3 separate regions of the Sus scrofa genome follow, and all the other regions are linked to region 2. The links are chromatin contacts, called in public HiChIP or PLAC-seq maps. All regions are on one chromosome and are shown on one strand. The core of a region is the stretch at or near the end of the contact, and the rest is flanking DNA. Distances in the headings are between cores, read along the strand shown.

Region 1 (4,395 bases), core at 394-2,893, 570 kb after region 2:
TTGGTACATTACAAAAATGGCATTACAGGTCAGTGGGGAAAGGACAGACAATTAATTAACTGTTGCTAATACATTTGGTTATCCCTATAAAAAACAAGACCAATCCAGGTAACATAAAGACATAAAAACATACTTTGTAGAAGAAAATATGGGAGAACATCTCTCTCTCTCTCTTTTTTTTTTTTTCTTTGGCCATGCCTGTAGCATGTGGAAGTTCCCAGGACAGGGATCCAACCTGCACCACAACAGCAATCCAAGGCACTGCACTGACAACACCAGATCCTTATCCCAATGTGCCACAGGAAACTCCCTGGAGAACATCGTTACAACCTCAGGGTGGGAAAGGATTACTTGAGACATAGAGGTACAAACTCTCTTGGAAACATACATATGTTTGATTACATTAATAGTAAATATTTCTGTACATCCAAGGCAACCTAAAGTGAAGACAAACCATAAACTAGAAAAAGACGTTTGTCAGCCAAAAACCAAGAGTTATTTTCCCATAAAACAGTAAACAACAAAAAGTCTACAAATCAATAAGAAAAAGCAACATTAAAAAAATGGGCAACAGGAGTTCCCACTGTGGTGCAGAGGAAACGAAACCAACTAGGAACCTTGAGGTTGAGGGTTTGATCCCTGGACTCACTCAGTGGGTTAAGGATCTGCTGCTGCCGTGAGCTGTGGTGTAGGTTACAGACACAGCTCGGATCTGGTGTTGCTGTGGTTGTGGTGTAGGCCAGCAGCTGTAGCTCTGATTCAACCCCAAGCCTGGGAACCTCCATATGCCATGGGTGTGGCCCCAGAAAGAAAGAAAGAAAGAAAAAAAAGGGCAACGGATATGAAATTGAAATTCACAGAAAAGGAAAACCGAAAGGCTAATAAACACATGAAATAATTCTCACTTTCATGAGTAATAGGAGAAATGCATATAAACAAGAATGACAGAATCTAAAAAGTATCTGAGTAGCAGGAAGGCACTAGAGTAGCAGGCATGCTCATATACTGCTGATTGGAATATAAATTATTACAATCATTTTAAAGAGCAATTTATTTTTAACATCTGCAATAATATTGAGATATATTTATTGAAAGAATTCTCTAATTCCTCGGTATATTATCCTAGAGGAAGTTTTGCATGTATGTATAAGGAGATATAAAAATATTCATGGCATCATGGAATTTTTGGAGTGAAAAATTGGAAATGAACTAATGGCCAATTAACAGGATAATGGATATGTAAATTACAAGTATATTAATACAATAAAATATAGCAGTGGGAATGAATAAAATGCAGCTATACCTGTTAGTGATGATGAGTCTCATAAAGAGACTATTGAGAAAAGAAACCGACTACAGAAATTTTTACTTACGGCAAAAATAAAATTTATGTGAAACACTATATTGAGTAGATATGTAGATGTAATAAAAGTACATACACTTCATGGGAATGATAAATATCAAAATCAGGAGTTTTACTGGTGGAGAGTGGAAGGTGAATGGGATTAAAGAGGAACACACAGGAGACTTCAATTAAGCTGGGGGTGGGTACACTGTGATTGTTTTATTCACTAATCCCTTGGTAAACTGGAAATACTTTATAATACAATTTTTTTTTTTTTTTTTTTGTCTTTTTGCCATTTTCTGGGCCTCTCCCGCGGCATATGGAGGTTCCCAGGCTACGGGTCGAATCGGAGCTGTAGCCACCGGCCTACATCACAGCCACAGCAACTTGGGATCCGAGCCATGTCTGCAACCTACACCATAGCTCACTGTAACGCTGGATCCTTACCCACTGAGCGAGACCAGGGATCGAACCCGCAACCTCCTGGTTCCTAGTCAGATTCGTTAACCACTGAGCCACAACGGGAACTCCTATTATACAATTTTTAAAAGGAGAAAAGTAATTCTAGCCTATAAACTGAAAGATGAACTACTAGGGAGCAAGAAGGGAGAGGCCCATTAGACGGTAGTTGCAATATTCTAAGCAACTGGACTTCGGTTTCTAGACAGATTCTGGCACAAGGTGGGTGTTTAATAAACTTCAGCCACTGTGTGGTGGCTGCTGTCATCATCATTGTCAGGGTAGATACAGGGGAACTATGGAGAAAGATAAACTAATGTTTTGAGTGGTTATATTGAGCTACATGCATTATTTACCTCTTTTAGTCTGGACAAGAATCTAATTTCTAGAGAATCTAAGGCTCACAGAGGCCAAAGCTAGAAAGCACAAAGCTTCATAAATTTCTAATGACTCATTTTCCAATGTTGTGTAAACTTCCCCCTGAACCCTTGCTCTCCTCACCACCCCCACCCACCCATCACTTTTTGTCCAGCACTTGAAAAAAAATTCAAGCATCTTCCCTCTTTGTTTCATAAGTAGCATATTTTGAGTTAAATAATTCAATAAACCAAACACTTGGATAGAGCCTTATTACTAAATACGGAATACTTTTGGACCTCTCTCAATTTTTCACCTGATACTCCTAATAACTCTGAGGAAGGCAGGGCAGTTGATTACCTATGTTTTACAGATGAGTAAACTAATATGCAGAGAGACTAAATCAGAGGTTCTTAACCTGGTGGCCATGAAGGTCATGGAATCACGTTAAAGAGTTTATGATCGAGTGGGCATTTTCCAGCTTTAATTGTATTTACTAAGAAGTCCATGACTCCCCCAAAGGCTGAAAAATAGTGGGTTAAATAATTTGCCTAAAGCTTAAGGTCACACGGTTCTTGGTAGAACCAAGACCCCAAGCAATTTCTTCTTGGCCCAAACTCAGAATTTTTTTTTTACGGCCACACCTGTAGCACATGGAAGTTCCCAGGCAAGGGGTCCAATCCCAGCTGCAGCTGCAGGCCTACACCACAACCACAGCAATACCAGATCCGAGCTGCATCTGGGACCTACCAGATCATGGCAACAACGGATCCTTAACCCAATGAGTGAGGCCAGGGATTGAACCCACATTCTGGTCAGGTTCTTAACCTGAGTTAAGAAGCTGAGCCACAACAGGAACTCGAAGAATTCTTTTCATTCCAACCAAAATTCAAGTTAGAGATATTATTAGTGAAATACTTTTGTAATGCCGATAAGATAGAAAGGTTATTATTTATTCTGAAACTTCTAACTTGGGAGAAATACTTTGGTTCAATTGTTGGGCAGTTACCCAGCAATCTACACAGTGTTATAGATGAGCAAGTCATAACCTGGTTGTCTTTATAACAAGCCCTAGTATGGCTAAATTAGAAATGAATCTGATACAGTAAATATATATAATGTATTTCACAATTCTTAGTAATCTCTAAAGAATCATTAGGAGACACAGCTTGATCCACTGCTGGAAAGCAGACTGAGTTGAGAATGGGATTTTCATTTCTCCTGGACCAGTTAATTAATGTCTCAGGGTCTCCCTTGTCTCAGTTGTAAAAGGAAGAATTAAAGTGGGTGGCTTCTCAGCTCTAACATCCTATGCAGTTTGATGGGATAAGAATAAGAAGGTATGATAGGAGTTTTGTGTATAAACTCCTCACACACCTTATTTTCCCAATGAGAAAGGCCGGTTCCCAAGGTGGGTCACTGGTCATTAGCCCCAAAAGTCCGGTGGCTCACTAGACCTGCCTCTTGTGAAAGCCGGGCCTGAGTTCCCCTTAGGGGTGAAATCGGTGCGGGCGAGCAGAGAGAAGGCTAGTTTAGGTCAAAGGTCCAGTGGGCTTAGTCCTAGACTTAGGAATGAAGGAAAACGGGAACGCCCAAGCACAACGGAGTGAAGGGATCTGCTTAAACAGAGGCGGTGTGCGATCGCAGGGGGTGGGGCTCAGGGCCGGGAGGCAGTTGAAGGGCCGGGAGCGCCGCACCCACAGCCGAGCCTCAGCCGCCTAGCCTAGGCTCTCTGGGAGAAGAGGAGCCAACGCCACCCTTGGGACCCGCCCGGCCCGGGGGAAGCCACGTGATCCAGCGCCGGGGGCGGGTAGAGGCGTGCCCTGTCCCCCGCCCCGCCCTGCGCGCATGCGCGCGGTTCCGGGCGCTGAAATTCAAATTTGAACCGCCGCTGGAGGCCGAGTCCGACACTGGAGGCTGTGGGGAAGAGGAGACTAGGTTGGGAGAGTTCCCCTGCCCCAGACTGCTTGTTTTCTCCAAGTGACACACTAGACCTGCACTCACTTCTTTTCTTTTTCTGAATTTGAGCCGCCGTTTCCGTCGTCTCGCAATCGACACGCGAAGCCCGGGGCGATGGACCCGTTTACCGAGGTGAGAAAACTTGCGGGCAGAGCCAGCCATGACCCCTCTCGGCCCCCACTCTTCCTTCCCACCGTCTGTCAACCTCCGGGCCCACCGGGCGGAGAGCGCGTGCGCGCGCGTGCGCAGTGTGTACGTGTGCGGGTCTGCGTGGG
Region 2 (4,941 bases), core at 677-3,176:
CTTCGTAATTACCAACAATGTTGATAACTTTCAAATCTAACTTTGGGCACAGATGGAGCTGTACTATTTTATTATCTTTGCAATGTCCTGATATGATTCAGAAAGGAAAACACTGCCACGATGATTTACAAATGGCTGTATGAAAAGAATAAAAGATGAACCAAATGATGGGGGTAGAAGGACTGTTTTCTTCTAAATTAAAAAAAAATTTTCTGTGTCCTCTACAGGAGAAAAATGAGAAAGGGGGCAGAAGGAAAATGAATCTAAAACATATAACTCTTTGCTTCTTAAAACATATATACTAGAGTGGAACGTATAACTTTTATTGTGGTCACATACTTATTTCCAAGAAAAAATTCGCTCTTCAACAGTCGGCAAATTTCTGGGCCAGGCATTGCAAGTAAAAAGGAATTTTAGTCTAATAAGCGATAAGAGCTTTAAGATGGGTTGTAGTACTACTTCATCTTTTTTAAAAAAAGATAAAGAGGCATCTGTCATCCCCATTTTAAGTCCAAGGAAAATGGTCCTATTGTATGCCTGCCAGTTCTCGTGTCCCTTGATATTTCCCTATACTCTTACTAATTAACTGAACCTCATCAGGAAGATATTAATGATGTTTCACACACTCAAGAGAGACATAACCTCGGAATGCAAAATACTCTGCAGTCAAAAAGAGACCTATTTGATTCAAGGGGAGTTGGGGGAGAGGGGATGAGCGGGCGTTAAGGGAATACTTGGCACGAAAAGCTGCCGGCCAGAGCAGCTGCGCCCAGCTTTTAGACACTTACTGGTTTGCTAGGGTACACGTTAGACAGATGCGTTTTTAGTTTCCCCACGGTCCAGTTCAAGAAGCAGCTAATAGTCTGGTCACTGTATTTCTGATTCGGTGCTTTAATGATGAGGGTCACAGGAATCTCCATCCCATTTTGGTCCATGGTGCCCCCAAAGTCGAACAGAGTCACAAGGAGCAGCAGTTAAGCCTAAACGAGCCGAGGTGGTTACTGCCGGCGTGGCTGGGATGGGTACGGAAGCGAGTGGGTTGTTAATATCCCGTGTCCAAGTCAGTCACAAGTGCATCGGGCGATACAAAGGCCATTGCCGGCACCGAGGATGATGGACAGTGGCGGCAGCGGCGGCGGGGTCTGGGGCCCGGCCCAGGGTGCAGTTCTCCCCGCCAGGTCTAGGCTTCGCCGGGCTCCGGACTGCAGAGGGAGGCCGGGAGTAGAGAGAGAAAGCAATGAGAAGGGAAGGAGGGGTGAGGGCGCGACAACCCGAGCCCCCGCCCCGCCCCCGCCGCGACCCCCAAACTGAAACGCAACAAGGCCCCTACGCGACGGTCCCGCAACGCGGGCTGGAGAAGGGGGACGGGCCGCTTAGGGTGGTCAGGTGCGACAAGCAGGGCTACCTGTGAGATGGCCGCAAAGCCCGCCACCGCCGCCCTCTGCGCCCGGGCAGGGCCACTGGCCTCACTGTCCGGCCAAGCGTCCTCCGCTGAGGTTCTCTTCCTGCTGCTTGGCGGCGGCCACGGCCCGGCCCCGGGTCTCGCGAGGCGGCGCGGTGGCAGCGGGAGAAGTTGGCCGAAGGGCGCGGTCCGCTCTCGGCCTGACCGCTCGGTCTGAGCAGTGCTAGGCAGGGCGGCGCACCGCCAGGCGCGACCGAAGCGGCGGCAGGTGGCAGGAGGGCGGGGACTAGAGCCCAGGCGCCGGCCGCGGGCGCGCAGTTTTGTTGTTGTTATGAAGAAGGTCCGGGTTCCCTTTAAGCTGGAAGACCCAGGGCGGAAGTGCGTCATGCGCCGCCCGCAGCGGGGCGCGGTCTTCCCGGCCCTGCGGCCTGCTCTCCGCCCGCGCCGACCAGGGATACCCCGGACCGAATTCCGGGTCGCCCCGAAGCCACGCGGGCGCGTCTGAGCCCGCCAGGCCTGACCCTTCGCTCGGCTCCGCCTCCCCAGCGGCCCTCAGGCCTCGCCACTAGCGTAGGTGGCGCTAGTACATTCTGTTTTGACCAAACCCTAAAGACTTGTTAAGTGTTCCTCCACCCTTAGCGTTGTTTTTGCAAAAGTTAGTGTCCTTCCCGATGCTGAATCAAACTTCTGCTCAAAATGTCTTGTGTCGGCTGTCTGTAAAGCACTGGAGCTTTGGCGGAGCAGAGACTGTGAGACAACATTACTTAAGGAGAAGGGTTTCAGTTCAGATGCCCGGAGTCTGCTTCTACTTTCGTTTTACCCTGCCTAACCTTTCTGAGCCTCAGTTTACTTCTCTAAATGGGACAGTCATGCCTGCCTGACAGCGTGCTGCTCAATAAATGAGCTATGTAGGTAAGCCACCTGGTACAGTTCTGGCAGACTCTCAGTTCCATTTCTTTCCTTTGTCTTCTCTAAAGTTGATGAGTGTTTACTGAGCACCTACTGTGTGTTCAGTACAGTGGGAGATGAAGCGGGATGGCAGTGTTATTTTTGTTTTATGGCTTAGACAGGGAAGGCGAACTTTCTTCAGTCTACCTCCCAAAGCTGACTTACTCTCCATTTTCTGCACGAGTTTTAGGAGTCCATGCAGTAAGTTAAGTTTGTTAGACGTGCATTTTCATAGCTCCAAGCTTCCACTACAGGCGAATGCAAGCAGTTAATGTAAGGGGCTTTGGGGACCTGGTCTCTTCCCCTCTCAGCTTCACGGGGATTAGTGGAAGTTAGTGACCAGAGGAAATTCTTCCTCTCAACAGCTAATGCAACAGGATCCCTTACACCCCCTCGTTCACCTCTTTCTTTATGGTAGATCACCTACCATATCTTAACTGTACCCTCTCAATGCTCTTTTGAAATAAGAGTGAAATTCTCTATTTTTAGCATGGAATGAGAACAGCTTGCTTTGACTTGGGTTTTTGGTAGCAGACCCTGGTCTTTTTCTACCTATTGTCTAGTCATCCTAATAGAAGCTTAATACTAGCCACAAATACTTATTCAGACTCCTGTACACCTAGCAGCAGCCATTTGACGCAGTTCTAGACCACCCCACTTCTAGATGAAAGCTGGAGTTGCTGCTGGGGCTTCTAGGAAAGCTTTCAGATGAACATGTTCTGCAGACCAGAGCTCATCCTTGCCCTCCACTTGTCTTTCTTCCTGGAGGAATGTGATGCCATAAATGGGGCAGCCACAGCTCAGTCATGAAGCAACAAACAGGAGAACAAAGGCCTATGTTAAGAGGTTGGCAGAGCAGAACAATGAAAGAGGCTGGATCCTTTGTGGCATGATTGTGCCACCATATGTCCTAAGCTGTCTGTTCTAAGAATTCTTTTATGTCCAGTTCCTATTTAAACCAGAAGGTCTCCCCAACCACCACACCCACTATAAGCTCCTGTCACTTAACGCTTGTGACTCAGACTTCCAGGAATTCTTTAATGTGGTCATTTCACTTGACACTGTGAAGTATATGTTATTAGTATTAAGATGGAATGTATATTTCACTGCGACAGGCATTATTTAGAGTTCATCAAATATTCACTAACATGGACAAAAACATTTAAAAATGTAATGAATATATGAGTATAAAAATGATACAGTACCTGCAGTATCTGACAGAAGTGACTTTTTTTTTGCTTTACAGCCACCTGAATTAAGTACCTGAAAATACTTTTGATGCTGTTGAACTTGGCCACAATAAAAACAGTATGTAAAAATGACCCCATCTTTGTTAAATTATGTGTATGTGTGTATGAAACAATGTATGAAAGGATAGTCCCCAGAATTTTGATAATATTTAACTTTGAGGTAGGAAAAATTGTTAATATGAAGGGATGCAAGCTAGCAATTACTTACAGACTGCTATGAGCATTGAGTTACCTGTTTCAATCCTTATACATGTTGCAGATAAAGGGGAAATGAGAAAGAACAGCTACACATCTCAGTTATCATTTGCTGCTTAAAGACAGCCTCTAGTGAGACTGCTTAAGAGTAGGATGCTAATAGATAGACTGTTAACTATTCAATACACATAATCTTAGTTCCTAGTTCAGTAATTCAGAGTGATTTCTGCCCATGGAGTAGTTTTGTTTATAAAGTAAAACATTTAAAGGAAATTGTTTCTAGATAATAAAAATTGATTTCTAATATATGTGGGACTTTTTTTACTTCCAGTTCTTTTAACTGGGAAGGAGGGCAGCTAGCAAAAGCATTTATCACCTCATTCTGAGAGATTCCAGTTTCCTCTAAAATTTTAAAGAAAATAAAGTGCTTATTATTGAGAATTTCTTACTAAAATTTGGTATCCCTTCCAGAAAGGTAAAACACTTTAATGGTGAACAGTATAATTTTCAGTGTTTGAGTTTTTGGTTTTGTTTTTTGTTTGTTTGTTTGTTTTTGGTTTGTTTTTTTTTTTTTTTCTTTGATAACTCTCTTGGGAGGAAAGACTTTAGTCAAGTGATGATCTTGCAGTTGCAGATTTCAAAGATGATGTTGGCCATCTGGCTTCTGATTCCTTCTAGTCCTACTTACACCAAACTTGTCTTTTATTTTTTTAAAGATGCTGTGCCACAAAGCATCTCATCAAATCTCAATCAAGTTTATTGTTTAATAACAAGTGAAATCCTACACTTGAAGCCTAGGAAGCCTAGGAAAATTAACTCGTTTCAACACTGCACTTTCAAAATCTTAATTGATCCCAGATGTTTGATTATAAACAACATTGTAGAAAATGCAAGGAAGAAAACCACACGTGCATTAAATGTCCAATGGGTGATTTGAGTGACTTGTCATCTAATGAATTGTCAGAACAGCTCTGAGAGGTAGTGAGGACAGGGAAGAAGCTCAGAAAGCTAAGTGTCTTCCCCAACGTCACACAGCTTGTAACTGCCAAATAGAATTCCGATTCTTCTGTAATGTAGACTCTTTCCACTACACTCAACTGTCTTATTTAAAGGTATTCGTACATAACAAGACATTTTCAGGGGAAA
Region 3 (4,901 bases), core at 1,641-4,140, 520 kb before region 2:
AAAAAAAAGAAAAACACTGTCATGGTTCTTCTTACTACACCACTGCCTCCCCTGGCTGATACAGGGAGCTACTGGGTTGAAACTTCTAAAAATAAACATTTCAGAAACCCTTCTTATCACTGTTACTATCAAGTAGCACGTAATGTCTCCAAAAAGAGAAAAACATGTTTATTAAAATGGATTTTTGGACAGGGCTTAAGACTGCCCAACAGTGCAAAAGGCCACCTGGGTAGCTAAGTGAGTCGCCATCATTGATTGCTTCACACATGTGGAGGTGACAGAACTGAACTCGGGACCTCTAGTCAGTCTCTCTTACACAACTATGCTTCTATCAGGGAGCCTCAAGATGTAAAATTTATTCCAAAACATAAATGAAGCAATGTCATAGCAAAATCCAACATTAAAAACCCATATCGTGTCAACTCAATTCTCACTCATTTCGGGAGGAGGAAGGAAAAGTGGAAATGAGGCAGCTTTCAAAAATTTCTAAATTGTGCTCCTTTTTGCTGGATCTGAGGGTAGAGAGATCCAGAGAAAGACCCAAACATCCCAGGCCTGATCATTCTCCAGACCCATCTTGCGCCTGGGCCTCATGTAAATGGTTAGCAAGGACAGAACGTCTCCAGACCTTGGTCTGATGATCTGATTATCAACCACCTGATGGCCAGCATCCAGAGTATATTCAAAAATGTGGGGCGGCGCCTTCACTGTAACTCCTTCCAATACTCAAATGAGTGAGTCAAGTAAAGTATCATGCTTTTATGCTCATACAAAATGTACTAAGGTATGAGCATTACTAGATCCAAATATAAGCCATCCAATATAGGAAGATTTAAAGGAAACGCAATTACAAGCAAAGAAAATATGTACAAAAGGGCAACAGATATTATTCTATGATTTGTTATTGTTAACCTCCCTGAAGAAGTGATGCCATTCCATGTTTTGCAACAAATTGGTTAATGTTTATAGTAGCCATTCAGGAAAAATGCAACCTCATCTTGTCACCAGATCAGTATTATGCATGTCCTTTTATAACAGCAACTAAAAATTCGTTAAACGTTTTAAACACAAAAGTGTCTAGTCAAATAATACCCACCCCTTTTAGTTCTGGTCCTCAGGACATGCCCTGGAGTAAGTAGGGCAGGTGATAATCCCATGTCACAGAGACACCAAGGCTCACAAAGGAAATAACTTGAAACTTAAACGAAACTTAACCACCGTGAACTGGATCAGGAGCGTCTGCCTCATCCTCTGTACCATGCTGCCTCCCCAAGGTGAACTTCTCTAACCTGCACACTGGCAAGGTTTTTCAAGCTCGCTACTCAAAAAAAAAAAAGAAGGGATGTACTGAAAATACTGAATTTCTGTAGGCTTGAATCTACAATAGAAGAAAAAAAAAGTGCCCTAATAGCAATATCAACCTTTGTGAGCCCATTAAAATGTTCGTGGGCACGCGTGCGAGAGCACAAATGCGCGCGCGCACTCACACGGTGATGACTGTGGTTTTTATCATTGAGTCGCTTCTAGTGATGGCTGTGATCTCAGGGGAAGACTATTTGCTCTGTCCTATTCCCTGGTCTACACTGAACTCCAAATCCTTTTGGGTCACTAAGGGAATGTGAAAGGGTAATAAGGGATAAATCACCAATAGTTAAATAATTAAGCAGCCAAAGCCCATTAACAACATTATATTGGAAAAGTAGTGTTACAGCATTTTACTTGCTGACTTAAGAAAAATCTGGCCTATTATCCAAACTGCTATAACTTGCCTTATCAGAATGTCAATCAGGAAACAAAGGAAACCTCAAAACGGTCCACAACATGTGAACAATTTAACTTTATTTCTTTCAGCTCATCGCTACGTATCATCCGTTTGGTCAAGGCCCGAAAGACGAGGGCAGCCCTCCAAACCAATCGTTCGCCAGGTCAGCAGTGTCCCAGCTCAGGCGCCCAAAACACAACACAACCGGGAAAGTGATGTGCGGAGGGGAATCACTAAGTGCCACCAGCTGTGGTTGCAGCCAAGAAGAAAAAAAGCACGCTAAAATTTAATTATAAGTTTAGCAACTTTCTAGGACAGGCAACCTGCTTTTGCTTTGGGCTCCAAGTAATCGCAAACCATCCTCCGGAGCAGGGGCCGAGATAACGGGAAGGCAGCCGGTCCGCGCCAATCAGCAGCGCCCAAGTCTCGTTAGCGCAGACCTGCCAGTTCGCGGCCAGACCGGGCAGCTGTTGATCTCGGGGCCATTTTTTTTAAAGCCGACACTGAGAGCGGGTAGGAAGGGAGCGAGGAAGGCTGAGCCAGGGCGGGGGAGGGGAGGAGAAGGTAAGGACGTCCCAGGAAAAGTCGGAGAGGGCTGCAAACTGACGGAAACCGGCCGGCGGGGCTCGGCGGCACAGAAGCCGGAGGAGAGAGGAGCGGAGGGGGAGAGGGGGACCCGTGCCTCAAAGTTCCGCGTCCCGGCGGCGCCCGCGCGCTGGGCTGCTCACCTAACAGGAGCGTGGTCCAGGTCCGGCCGCGCCCCGAGCGCCGCAGGCCCAGCGCCCCGCTTAGTCGAGCCGCCAAGCGCCCCCCGAGGCCGCCCCCGGCCGCCGGCGCGGCGGGCTCCGCGCGGAGCCCCTTCCTGCCCGCGGCGCCCTTGCGCCGAGGGGACGGGGGCGCGCGCTCGGGCCCGGGTTCCCCGGCGCCGACATCTGGCGTCCCCCTTAGCGGCGACTGAGAGGCGCGGGGCGGCTGGGGCGGCTTGGGGGCCGCTTCCCGGTGCTTGTTCCGCGCCTGCAGGACCATCTTGGCATAGTCGCGCCCGCTCGCTGCGCGCGCCCGGACGGCGGCCGGGGAACGGCGGGCTGGCGGGGCGGCCCCGGCGCCGCTCACTCTCCGGCGGGCGGGCGGAGGGCGGTCCGGTCCCTCCCCGCCGGCGGGGAGGCGGGGAGAACTGCAAGGCCGGGCGGCGGCTGCCTGCCTGGCGGTGCTGCCGGGAGGCGGCGCCGGACTCGCGCGCCCGCCGCCGTTGCCGCCGTTCCGGTTGTCACGGCGACCGTGGAACGCCAGGGGGCGGGGGCGGGGACACCCCGCGAGCGGCCGCAGCCGCGGCCCCGCCCCTGCTGCCCCTCCGCGCCGGACGCGCGCTCCCGGCCGGCAAGCGCGCACGCGCCGACTTCCGGCGGGGGCGGGGGCCGACCCCGGGCCGCCCAGCGACCCCGGCCAGGTTTGGAACCCGCGCAGGAATCTGCAGGTTTGAGGACGCGGACTGCCCAGCGGGAGTGGCGGTCCCACCCTTTGGGAGCGACGGGGAAAGAAGAAGGGCCCTCTCTGGGCGGGCGCAGCTGGTCGAAGTTTTGGACCCGATTAAGGCTGCAAGTGGAGCTCGGTGAAGCCCGCGTGGCCCAAGCAACTCGTTGCGGAGGCGGCTAGACCCGGGAGGAGGCGCTAGAGAAGGACCACTTGGGGGCGCTGTGTGTGCGCTCTGGAGTTCTCGGTGGCCCTGCTGCTAAAAGGCTAGCTGCCCAAAGTCCAGCCAAAGGGTCACGTTACTCCACCCTGTGTGGCCTCGTAATTTAGAACGCTGCCTAGTGCAGCTTCCGCTTTCACAAACCCGACGAGCGGGGCAACCCGATTTAAAATGGCAGTAGAGTATCAGGGTGAGCTGATAAAGGTCGGGACAGAAGTGTGTGCCTGACATTAAAACCAAAAACCAGGGGTAGCAGCCTAGACTGAGGGTAATAAAATTGAATGGACTGAGAAGGAAAGATTAGCAATGAGAATGTCCTGTTAGTTTCAAATGCTATATAACCTTATGGCTTGAAAGAGAGTAGAACTTTATTTGATGTTAAATACAAGCCTTTAGTTGAAAACGTATTTTCTTTCATGCAGCAGCAGAAGGCATGACTGAAGGAAGCCTAGGAAGATTGGGAAAACCAGGCAACTTTCATTTACCTTCCACCCCCGCCCCCACATCCCTGCATTTTTTGCACAAAACCCTGCAGCCTCGTGGATCACCGAAATGTTCCTTACCTTTAAATCCAATGAGCTTGTTCCAAAAAGTTGTCCTTAGTTCCCAATTTTGTATATCAAGCCACATGATTCTGATTATCTCCACTGTAATCCTAGAGGCTTCACGTGGCTATGGGTCCTCTCCCTTGTTTCTCTGCCCAGTGATTTAAGTAACTTAATACCGGCATTCACTTACTTTTTAAAGGCAGTGAATTATTTTGTAATAGTTTTTGCCATGCAAATTAATAATTCTCCGTACTCTGTATTTTTGTGAATTTGGATTTTCAGCTGTCTTTTATCCCAGGAGGGAACGACTATTTTTGGACACTGGTTTTTGAAAAATTATTGAAAGTGATTTTAAAGAATGTTTACATTCTGAAACAGTGTGTCTGATGGATCCAGTGTTACCCTGTTAGATTCAACTGGTATCACTTTACCAGGGTAAACAAACACTGAATGGATAAATGAGTGACTGAGTGAATGAATGCAGGAAATAACATGACCAAATGATGATTTATAATGCTGTGTTTTGTAGTGCACTTGAAAGTCACTTAGTTCTAGCCCTCCTCTCCTATATTCTCAAATTTCTGAAGGACAAAGCATCTTTCCTACTCAGCTTCATATTATCCCACAGAGCCTAACCTGGAGCCTGTCTATGAAAGTTTATTGAATTGAACTGAAAGAGGGACATCTGTCTTTTAAGACACACCCAGGAGGGTTTGATCAGTTCCACCAGTGCTGAAGAGCCCCTTCTTGGCAACCAAGAAGACTGTAAAATATTAGTTAAAATGGTAGGTGAAAACTTGTACTTGCAAATAAATAAATTGCAAATTTATTTTATTGGCAACCAAGTGAAGAATCCCCGAAAGGGGCATTCTAACATATTGGTCAAAAAACATGGTAACCG

Evidence for each region. HiChIP or PLAC-seq counts read pairs in DNA pulled down with a chosen protein or histone mark.
Region 1: an H3K27ac HiChIP or PLAC-seq map of alveolar macrophages shows a contact between it and region 2. The contact joins the promoter of ANLN here to the promoter of HERPUD2 in region 2. A contact is called at or near these places in 1 of 47 Hi-C or Micro-C datasets (embryonic fibroblasts) and 2 of 2 datasets of contacts at active chromatin or transcription factors (alveolar macrophages and skeletal muscle).
Region 3: an H3K27ac HiChIP or PLAC-seq map of alveolar macrophages shows a contact between it and region 2. The contact joins the promoter of DPY19L1 here to the promoter of HERPUD2 in region 2. A contact is called at or near these places in 1 of 5 promoter capture datasets (liver) and 1 of 2 datasets of contacts at active chromatin or transcription factors (alveolar macrophages).

What each region holds. Positions count from the first base shown.
Region 1 is chr18:37,708,187-37,712,581 of Sscrofa11.1, reverse strand. ANLN (anillin) reads left to right here and starts at 1,643. Exons shown (of 24, transcript XM_021078546.1): 1 at 1,643-4,252. The coding sequence starts at 4,235.
Region 2 is chr18:38,281,505-38,286,445 of Sscrofa11.1, reverse strand. It overlaps HERPUD2 (homocysteine-responsive endoplasmic reticulum-resident ubiquitin-like domain member 2 protein), which reads right to left and starts at 1,926. Exons shown (of 9, transcript XM_021078631.1): 1 at 1,406-1,926; 2 at 789-1,202. The coding sequence starts at 935. It overlaps LOC102161969 (a long non-coding RNA gene), which reads left to right and starts at 2,004. Exons shown (of 5, transcript XR_002340256.1): 1 at 2,004-2,314; 2 at 3,597-3,658.
Region 3 is chr18:38,799,332-38,804,232 of Sscrofa11.1, reverse strand. DPY19L1 (probable C-mannosyltransferase DPY19L1) reads right to left here and starts at 2,890. Exons shown (of 47, transcript XM_021079309.1): 1 at 2,491-2,890. The coding sequence starts at 2,788.